Regions from separate parts of the Zea mays genome. Here region 2 is linked to region 1. A link is a contact called in public Hi-C data. All regions are on one chromosome and are shown on one strand. The core of a region is the stretch at or near the end of the contact, and the rest is flanking DNA. Distances in the headings are between cores, read along the strand shown. Region 1 holds the start of LOC100282631. Region 2 holds the start of LOC100193963.

What was found. Hi-C and Micro-C count contacts between places; a contact is called where the count stands out from the background.
Region 2: a Hi-C map of leaf shows a contact between it and region 1, with 4 times the contacts expected there. The contact joins the promoter of LOC100193963 here to the promoter of LOC100282631 in region 1. A contact is called at or near these places in 6 of 25 Hi-C or Micro-C datasets (bundle sheath, ear, leaf and 1 more).

The regions. Positions count from the first base shown.
Region 1 is chr3:229,379,839-229,385,075 of Zm-B73-REFERENCE-NAM-5.0, reverse strand. LOC100282631 reads right to left here and starts at 1,282. Exons shown (of 6, transcript NM_001155539.2): 1 at 1,001-1,282; 2 at 819-855; 3 at 472-688; 4 at 201-362. The coding sequence starts at 1,043.
Region 2 is chr3:229,617,100-229,622,819 of Zm-B73-REFERENCE-NAM-5.0, reverse strand. It overlaps LOC100193963, which reads right to left and starts at 2,420. Exons shown (of 7, transcript NM_001139031.1): 1 at 2,120-2,420; 2 at 1,707-1,967; 3 at 1,292-1,310; 4 at 972-1,191; 5 at 682-863; 6 at 176-595; 7 at 1-72. The coding sequence starts at 2,244.

The DNA.
Region 1 (5,237 bases), core at 33-2,532:
AACGATTAAAAATTAGCAAACACCAACCGACACGTGGTTCCCAAATTAAAGCCATGCAGATAAACGAACGCCTAACTGTTGCAAGCCACGACGGTAGGCAGGCGCGGCGGGTTCAAATGAGAGACTGGATAGATGACGGATCACGTACCATCATAGCAAAATTAAAGGGAGAGCGACTGGATAGATGATGGATCACGTACCATGATAGTGAGTGGTGAGGCGTACATCATCGAGCCGAAGATGACGCAGAGGATGCCGACGATCATGGAACGTTTCTCGTGAGTGTGCGCGCCGAGGATCACACCGAGCACCACGGCGACCATGAACAGAATCTCCACGGCCAGGATCGCGAACGCCTTCTTCTGCATTAAGCTCAAAAACCACCACCAGATGAGAGATACACTACACGTGGAGGGAAACAACAGCAGGGACAGATCATGGATCGGGCGAACAACATGGCACGACACTCACGCGCTTCTGGCTGTCGGAATAGAGGAAGAAGATAGTGAGGTAGACGGCCTCGATGACGAGGCCGATGCCGTTGATGGTGACGACGAGAATGCTGTTGGGGTGGACGACGGGGATGCCATAGAACACCCAGAGCATGCAGTTGAGCAGCGTCGCCAGGTAAGGGTCCGGCTTGAACTCCTCCACGTCCTTGGCCTTGTAGATCCGCCAGAACGTCAGCCTGCACAGGCACGCGAGAACACAGATGCAGGCGGCGGCGCGCCTCTCCATATATCAGTACAAACAAAACCCTAACCAAATCAAAAAAAAAAACCACCCAGATGAACCCGGACCGATCGATGAGTGCCTACACTGGGGACAGGAAGAGGCCGAAGGAGATGACATTGCCTGAAACCAAAGCGAGAAATTAACCACGCGTGAGCAGTTGAGCACCCCGAGAGAGACACCCAGCGAAATCGATCGAACGAAACCAAAACCCGACAGCCCGATCTGAGTTCCAGACTTCCAGGCGGCGCCTATCGTACGTACGTACCGATGATGCCGACTACGTTGCGGGCTGCGTCCGGGGAGATCATCTTCGGTCGCCGGGGTGGCGGCGGCGGCTACGGAGGTTTTGGAACGGGCCGGGCTAGACGAAGACGACGAGAGGCGACTACTGAGATTTGGGAAGGTGGTTGCGGTTGCGGCTTGGGGCAATCGGGTACGCCGTACGCCCGCACTTTATAGGCGCGAGGAGGCGAGGGTGGCCTGGCCCGGGGCGGGGGCAGGAGCGGGCGCAGACTCTGGCCAGGGCCGCCACGAACCGCGAGTCCCTGATCGCGTGGGCGGCGGCGCGTGTAGTCTTTATCCTGATGGAACCGGATGGATGCATGGATGGACACATCACATCTCCCTTAATCTCGGTTATTGTTGCGATAGAGGCTGTATGTTTGTTTGTGAAGTTAGATTAGATGATTTGAGCAGATTATAATCTAAATAAACCAATCTACAATCTAGCTTGTATACGGTTAAAGTCTCGTTGCATAATACTAGTTGTATACGTCGTCCAATCAAAATCATGTGTCTCGTGTGAGATATCGAAACCCTGATTTGGGAATTATTATTGATCTGTAGTCTCATTATGCAACGTCAATCTTTCTTAATTTTATTTTATTTGCACAATGTAACAAATCGCTTGCTAGTTTTTGGGGTGGTTGGGCTAGTTCGAGCTAGACCGGGCCAGAGTCCAGACATACTATTCCACTCAGCCCGGCAGCCTGGCCCAACATTAAGAGCCGAGCTAGATGTGCATGACAAAAGGCTTTGACTATCTTTTATGTTGCTAAAAACTGGCTTAAGAACTCGGCGTCGATCGTTTTAGCAAGAGCGAGTTCAAATTAAACCGACAGTTGGCTGTCTACGAGGGGATACAGGCAAAACACGAAGCGAACACCAATCATGCAAACGCGATTGGCATGCCGCGAGTGTCGTTTCTGGGGTTACACACTATTGGCATGAAGAAGCCATGCAGTGATGCATCACGACACATGCATGTATTTTATTTTTTCTGGAAGACGCATGCGCGGCAGAGCTGTTTCCGGACCCTTTAGACCAAGTCCCCATTCCTCCGTATGCACAGTGACGCGTAGAATGGGCGTGTATCACCTTACATGCCACCGTGAACCTTCAACCAATCAAAAGACGGTTGCCCAGAAGAGAGAACCGGAGAAGAGAGTAAAATAAAAGGCCTCCATTTTGCACGGTAGGACTACTAAATGGTGGAACAGTATCTCCATCATGAACCTTTAATTAATCAAGGATGAGGCATAGATGAACCGTGAACGCGATAGTTGATTTGCACGAAAGAGAGGGAACTCGGAGAAAAAGAGAGTGCAATAGGAGGCCTCCATTTTGCGTTGCATGATAGTAACGGCTGAACAGTATCCTAGAGCACATAAAATGGGGATGGAGAGCAAAATGAGAAGGATTCTGGAGTTGGTCAAATTGATTCAAGTAGACTGTTGAATGACAGAATCTGTCGTTTAAGCCGGTCACGTTTAAACAGTTCCTGGCCAATCAGCCAGCAAAGGCATCAAACAATTTTGATTTAGCCGATCAAAATTAACCCCCCATGGTTTAACAGTTAACATATGCTTGTAGAACAATGTAAAGAATGCAATATAACAAGTCAACAACATTACTAAGATGTGAAATCATAGTGTATATGCTTAGGTAGTTTCAAACGGGAAAGATGCAAGCAGCCTCTGCATTCCTTAACCACAACAGTGGCTTCTGGAATGGTGGTATCGTCCTAGAACAATTAACCAAGTGCTTTCCCTGCACTTGGTTAACCCCCAATCATTTGTACATGGCACATATAACAACATAAACATTTCCAACTCCAACATTCAATTCATATGTCATTCTTGTTCCGTCCCATGATATGTCTAAACTTATGGTTTTGACACCAGCTTCCCCCACAAGTGGATACAGTTCACTTCTCCACTCTTTTTGGATTGATGTATCCTCCTTTTTTTTTTGAAGGTGGTGTCATGAAAAGCTTCCGAACAGAGGTAAAAGGGTCATCCTCCTGAATCATAGTGTCGGTGTCTCAACCCTAGGGTCTTACCAACTAGTGAAATAATGATGTATGTCCTGGCTCAGATGGGTGATGCAAGGTAACACAAGTTGTTTATCCTCGTTCGGGCGAGAGAAATCCCTACTTCTAGTAGAGGGAGGATGAGACTTATATTATTTGCACCTAACTGCTTGCAGTAGGGAGTACAAGCCAATCAGGAGAGGGAAGGATCCCAAGTCCCAGAGGTTGATTGAGGCAAGTGCTAATATGGTGGTGGATGTGAGAACCGTGAAGTGTGCGCCTGCCCTCTTGAAGTCGTGGCTTCCCTATTTATAGTCTTAAGGAGGGCTGCTAGGAGTACCGGGGTTGGCAACATACGCTGAGGAGGCGAAGCCGAGCCCCTGTAGATGGTGTGGCCTGGGGCATGGGTCTTGTACTTGCTATTGACTTATGCCTGATGGAGACACCCGATTTTTGCTGAGAGTCGAGGCCAGGGCCAAGGGCTCGGTCACGTACCCGAGCCTACCTGACAAGGAGGTTGCCCATGCCGTAGTGGTTGGTGAAGTGCTGAAAGCTCTCTTGGGTTTTGGTGTTTAGATGACAACCCAGTTAAAGGACTAACAAGTGTGCTAAGTGAGGGTTCAACACAAAGTGAACGAGTCTTCCGCGGGCGATCGATCCAATGGCCGAGCACCATCGTCTTCCTCTAGACATTCCAGTCACGGCGCGGTCAAGGAACTGCAGCAGTGCCATTGCCGGTAATCACCGAGCGGGTGCCCAGGAGGCCCAACCTTAGAACGTTAGCGCGCAGAACAGAGAGGGAAAGGTGGCTAACAATATGGTGGAAGTCCTACCGAGGATTAGGCGCGCAATCACCCCGACCATGGCGCTCGGCGGACCGGGACAAATCCCATCGACGACGGGCAACTCCGGTAGCACAGGCAGTGATCTCTCGAGCACCCAGGGAATAGACAAGGTGGGTTGGCCGACTCGGTATCAATTTTATAGGGAGACACAGAGAGGACCCGAGGAAATTGGCACGCCGACGAGCTCGCGCGGATTCCGCGACGCGCCCTTCGCGGATTTGTTTCAGTGTATTCACAAGGTGGTTTCGAGGTGGGGGAGAACCCTGACAACGTGACCCCTCCAGTCGGTGTCTGGGCGCGTGACGAGGGAAGAGTCCGACTCCATGCCCCATTCGTCCGAGGTGGATCACACGCCGCGCGCGGCTGAGGGGCTGACCCCGTGGTCCCACCAGTCGGCGAGAAGCCAGAGCGTGTGGTGGCGTTTGGTTGCGGGTGGAGGGAGAGCTTACGATGACGGCCCACATGACAGAGGCTTGGGCGCGGACGAGTGGCCGATGGGGTGGGCCCGCCTGTCGGCGCGCGTTCACCCCCGGTTGGGCCGAGGTGGCTAAGCGGGTAGAATGGGCCGAGGGCAAGGTGAGGAAGTCGACCCAACAAACTCTTTTCCTTTTTCTTTTACTTTCTATTCTCCTTTATCTTATTTTCAAATTTCAAACTGAATTTTTAACTCTTGTTTTGAACTTCAAATTTCCAAGTGGCAAAAATAATCTTAATGTGAATACCACTCCTTGTGTTGGCAATAATATTGTTTATTTATTTTTCTTTTCTTCCTATTATTTAATCATAGAAGAAAACAATTGACTTTATTACAATTTCCTTTCTTTTTACTCATTTTCTGTTTTCTATTCTCATTTGAATTTAAATTATGATTCCTTTGTTTTTGATAAAAAACACTTTCAAATGTCTAAATCTTTTTAGCTAACATTATTTTATTATGACCATTTACTTTAGAAAGAGGTGAATTCTAAAGTTTAATTATTCATCAAGGTTACTTTATTTTGATTGTTATTATTATTATTATTATTATTTTCTAACTGATTTCCTTATATCACATGCTTAGGATTTCAGGTGTTACACTCTATCCAGATACCGTATATTTAAAGGCTAGTTTGAGAACCTCATTTTTTCCAAAAAAATTCTATTTTTCTAGAAAATTGAGAAAATATGAATCTCTTGGTGAAATAGAGCTCCCAAACTAGCGAAACCTGAGGGCAAAATGTCCGGTGCTGCTTGATAGGATCAAACTCGGTCATTATATAATACAGTCCTTGTTTTTCTATCAAATAAGGCATAAATTCACAGTTTCGGTTAAAGGAGAGCTAACTGTGATGGACACTGATGACAAG
Region 2 (5,720 bases), core at 1,171-3,670, 240 kb before region 1:
CGCGTACGAGATGTACAGCCCGATCGTCGCGATGGAAACCATGGCCTGGAACGCCACCAGGCTTCCCAGAGACTGCATATATGGTTCGCGGGTTCACATGGATGACTGATGAGACGAGACTGCCGAATCCTTCATGCGTGTGTGGAAGAAAAAAAAAACCGAAATTTACATATACCGGCAGCGCCATGCAGAGCGCGACGAGAGCCGAGAGCCAGACGGCGTTGATGGGCACCTCCTGCTTGTTGACCTTGTGCCAGACGGAGGAGAAGGGCATGGCGCCGTCCCTGGAGAAGGCGTAGGCCATCCTGGAGTTGCTGGTGACGGAGCTCATGCCGCAGAAGTAGACGGCGACGGCGACGACCCCCAGGCAGACGATCCCGCCGGCGCCGCTGCCGTAGCGGCTCTTGAAGGCGAGGTAGAACACCTCGGCGATGGCGTAGCCGCCGGCGTCGTTGTCGGGGCTCAGCAGGTAGGGTATGTCCTTGACCGCGAAGGTGACGCCGAGGATGTAGCCCCAGCCCACGAGGATGGAGATGCCGATGGCGCTGATGATGCCGATGGGGCCGTTCTTGTCCGCGTTCTTCGTCTCTTCGGTCTGCACTCGACCGCGTCAGGGCTCATCAGGACAGAGGACGCCGCGGCATTGGAGATAGGCTACTCTGTTGTTTGGTGCGTGCGTACCATATGCGCCGAGGCGTCGTATCCTGTGAGCGTGTACTGGCTCATGAGCAGGCCCAGGACAAAGATGTACAAGTTGCTGCGGATGCCGGCGCCGTTGTCGGTGTTGAAGTGGGTGAACACGAACTCGGCGCTGGCCCTCTCGGTGGCAACGGTCGGCACGGCAACCATCAGGACAAACACACCTGCAGCGCAGGAATATTTAGGCATCCATGCGATGCGCGTGCATCACTGGCATCTTCTTAGCCGCCGCCGCCGCCGCCGTAACCCGTAAACACAAGTCGAATGGTTACCTAGCATGTTCCAGGCCGCGGCGAACTGGCCGAAAAAGGAGAGGAAGGTGATGGGGAGGCTGTTGATGACGGCGTGGCTGAGCAGGATGGCGGCGTGGAAGCCGATCACCATGTACTTGGACGCCAGGTAGCCGCCGCCGTTCTTGCCGCCGGTGGCGAGCAGGATGATCACCTGGATCAGCTGCGCCAGGGAGTAGTCCACGCTGGTGGTCACCGCCCACTGCATAGAGCGGCACACACTACCTAAGTTATATAGCCAGCCCAGGGAGCAGTAAAAGTCACTCACTCGCTTGGTTCAGGGCAGGCAAACGATGGCTCACCTGTCCGACAACATTGAACCTGAAAGTCACAGAAAAACAACAACAACAACATGTGCATTATTATTAATATTAAGTTAAGAGTCTAAAAAGAAATGTGCTGGGAATAATCAAATGTATAGTAGTACATCAGCAACGTGATGGAAACTTAAAGAGAGAATGGATGTCACCAACAAGGTTCTAAATGCAGGGGAGTTGTCGCTGTGTTCATCGCTAAAAGTCCTTGTCTCAATCAGAGCAAACCTACTACCTACTCGTGTAGTCTTATTATGCTGTAGATGTAAGTGAAGCTATGTTTTCACATGATCCATTCCACCCCGGGACCCGGGCCCTTGAATCCCCAATTCCTAAAAGAACGTAGCGCTCGCGATCGAGATGCATGGCGTGTGTGGCTGCGGACGGGCAGTCAGCAGCGTACCATCCGGTGATCCAGGAGGCGAAGGGCGCCCAGCGCTTGCCGGAGAGGCGCGCGCTCCAGTAGTAGAGGCCGCCGGAGGTGGGGAAGGAGGAGCAGATCTCGGCCATGGAGGCGCCGACGGCCATGGTGAAGGCGCCGGCGACGAACCAGCCGAACGTCATGGTGGCGGGCCCGCCGAAGTTGAGCCCCGTGTTGTAGAGCGTCGTGATCCCCGTCAGCACCGAGATGATGGAGAAGGAGAAGGCGAAGTTGGACAGCACCCTGGCAGGTCACAGACAGACAAGCGCGCGTGTCGCCGCGGTCGATCCAAGGAACGAAACAAGTAGGTGTGAGTGTGGGCGCCGCCGGCCGAGCGAACGAACGGATGAAGAAAGGAGGCGGTCGGCGACGGGACTGGAGAAAGGACGACGTACGAGAGGTCGCGCTTCAGCTCCTGCTTGTACCCGAGCTCCCGCAGTCGCGCCAGGCCGGTGTCGTCGCCGGCGGTCGTCCCGGCGCTGCTGCCGCCGCCGTCGGCCGCGGACCTGTTCCACGTCATGGCGCGGCGCGTGGGTCTAGCTAGCTCGGTGACTGGCGGAGGCTGTGTTGCTGCGGTAGGAGACGGCGGTGAGCTTGAGGCCAGGGGAGGAGGAGGATAAATTATATCGGTGCTGCTGCTAATTGGAGGAGGGATGGAATCATGCAAGTGTGGCCGCTCTGGGCGTTCCGCGGCTGCTGCAGCTGCAGTCAACACGAAAGTGCGTCGGGGCCCGAGAAAACGGGCACCAGATGTGGTTGCTGGGATGGGATGGGTCCGTTGAACTCCGATTCTGTCCGACTGGACGATGGATCTGCGACAGCAACGAGATTCCCTGCCCGAATGGAGGATGGACATGACCTCATCGTCTGGCAGACGGGCGGCACGCGTATGAGTAGGGATGTTCAATTTTTTTTTGTTTCTTTTTTCGATCCTAAATAAATAAATAGGATATAGAATTTGTTATATAAATTTATATTCTTATATTTAAATAATTAATATAAAATCCGGAGTCAGAGAATTCAAATGCTTTTTTGCTTTTTCCATTGTAGCGAGAAAATAATGCTAAAAAAATTGTACAAAAAATTACTCTTGTGTTCAAATAATATGCTTAATAATATGACTATAATGATTAAGACTAAATTCTATATACATCTATGATACAAATATTAGATTTGTCATCATCTAATTCAGTTGTTTTAGCAACATCCCTAAAATAAGAGTACGTACACCTGTACAGCCCAACTGCTACAACCTTTTTCCAAAGACCAAAACTTGTATCTATAATCTACACAGTAGAGAAGATCAACCAATTGATCGAGTACGATATGGGGGCCGGCATACGCACGTCATAATATTATATATACACACACCAGGTGGCGCACAAGGGACACATCCAAAAGATAGAGTGTCACGGCCGTACGGCATGCAAAAAAGGCACACGGCGTGGTGTGTGTCACACGATGCGTTTTTTTTTAAGGTTGCGTCGTTATGTCCGGCGCTTTTTAAAAAGAACAAGGATTCCATGTGACGGCTACTGGCGGCGGCGCCTTCTCCGGCCCCGTCTTCCCCGACTTTAATGTAGAAAACTGTTTACACTTTGTTTTTAATTTTTTTATGTAATTTTCCTGAGTCGGAAACACCTCGCCAACAAAACACTACCGATTGAAGATTTATATAGCTGGCTACATAATAACGTGAGAAAGAAGAAAACATTACTGGACACTCCATATCACAAGGGCGCGTGGCCCCGATGGAATCACTTGTCTACGCAAACAAATGAAGAATAATCGGGCTGGCAGCCATACTTTTTGGTCGTGTTTCTTAATTAATTCCCGTGCAGGCCCGGAGTAGTAAAGGCTAGGGCGCACCTGGTTCTTCCAGGTAGTTTCCTTTGTTTCTGCTTCTGAGCTAATGCAAAACTCGTGCATTTTCGTTGCATCGGTTGATGGAAACATTAGGCAATTCTCTCGATTAAAAATGGATAGTACGATAGGACGATATCACTTAGGGCTGGACAAAATGTTCGTGGTTCGCTTGGTTCATGGTCAGCTCGGCTCGGGTCGAATCGGCTCGTTTGATTTTTTTCATTAGCTGAGCTGACATCCTAGCTCGCGAGCTAAACGAGCTACCATATTCTAGTAAAACGAAATTATATGCATATCATTTATAGAATAATTAATGAACATGTTATATATATATGTGAGGTGTCTATAACCTATGAATTAAACTAATGATTAATGAACTATGTCCATGTGTTAATTTGGTCTATGCAAATATAATTATGGGTTAAACTAATGAACATATAGATGAGTTGTGAATTAATGAGTGATGAATTGTACTAATTTGGTGTTATATTGACGTGGTTTGTTAAACTATGAGTATAATTACTATTTTCTATTGTTAAATTAGTTTGAAATTAGCTAAAAAATAATTATTATGTACATTTTTTTTGATCTGGTTCGCGAGCTATATGAGCCGAGCCGAGCTGACTCCGTGGCTCGTTAGCTTAACGAGCCAGCTCGAACTCGGACAAGCCGAACCGAGCTGGCTCGTTATCCACCCCTAATCTCACTGGCAGTGGCAGGCAGGCATATGGTCGAGAAGGACTAATAAGAGATAGAAGATTTATATACCCGGCTACATAATTATAGCCAATAAAAAATGTCGTATTATCTGTATTATATTATTGAGCTGCAGATGCGAATGGCCGCCGCTGTGTGGCCATCTTGTTGCCTGCGTATCACGTAGAGGCAAACCGGGTCGGCGCACCACAACCGCAGACGGTACACATCTGTGGCCTGGCCTGATCGGCGGCACGGACGGCCCGCAAGCAGGATCGTCTCCACCGACCGACCGGACAAACTGGCGAATAGGAGTGCAAGAAGGCTAGGGAGGAGATCTCGGCATCGGCAGGCAGACGACGGCGACGTACCAGCCGAACCGGGATGCCGAGATGGAGATTGGAGGTCGGCGGCCGGGTGCGTGCGCCGCGCGCGTGGCCGCGTCTAGATCTTGTACGGAAAGTATATATGCACAAGTGACTTGTGGAGCACCGTTAGCTTAGGGCATCCGGACTCCATAGTGAAAGCTATCGACTGCGATAATGGCGTGGACAGAAACGGGCCCAGACATTTGATATTGGGTATTCAAAAATTCAAAAGATTAAAGAAATTAGTGCTCTAACACTATTTTGTGTAATACATTATTGGTAAATTACTATAGATCACAAAAATTTTGGGTATTCAATGAATACCCATGAATACCCCCTGGGCCCGCCTCTGGGCGTGGATCGGAGCAGTCTGCAGTCCAGTCCAGTCCAGTCCAGGCATAACATGTATTTTTAGAGCTAGCTAGTTTAGCAAGCCCATTAATTTTTGCCAATATATATAATATAATTGTGCAATATATGTTCTCTATTTTAATAACATATTTACTTCTTCCTATACATCCTTCTTGTTTTACTAGAGAGAGCCAAAAGGTGGAAGAGGCCAACCTAGAGATAGTAATGGATAACGATTTTAAATGTTTTTCTTCACATAAGTTAAGTTCCTTAAATAACTTTAATTTTAAAAATAAATAAAAAAAATTAAGAATAGAGTCCGATTTTAATCTAATTTGATTATTAAATTTTATAGTATAAAATGTAAAACACGTTAGCACCCGTACCACTACCTTGCGTGCAGTTATCTGTTCTCCACCCTCCACGTCGGTTTCAAAGCATCAAATCGCTAGTACGAATTGCCTTTGACATGTTATTAGTATATATATGATGAGGTTGTTTTTTCTACACCACCATTTCGCCAATCCCAGCCCCACAGAATCGCTTTGACACGTTATTAGACTGTTTTGACACGTCTCCACTTCACCAGTAAAGTCGTCTTCTTCTTCTTCTTTTTTTTTTTTTTTTTTTTGCTTCGGCTCCATGAACACCTTCACCAATGAATTTATATATAACTGGTATAATTGTCCATCCGTTCGTTCGTATATAAATCATT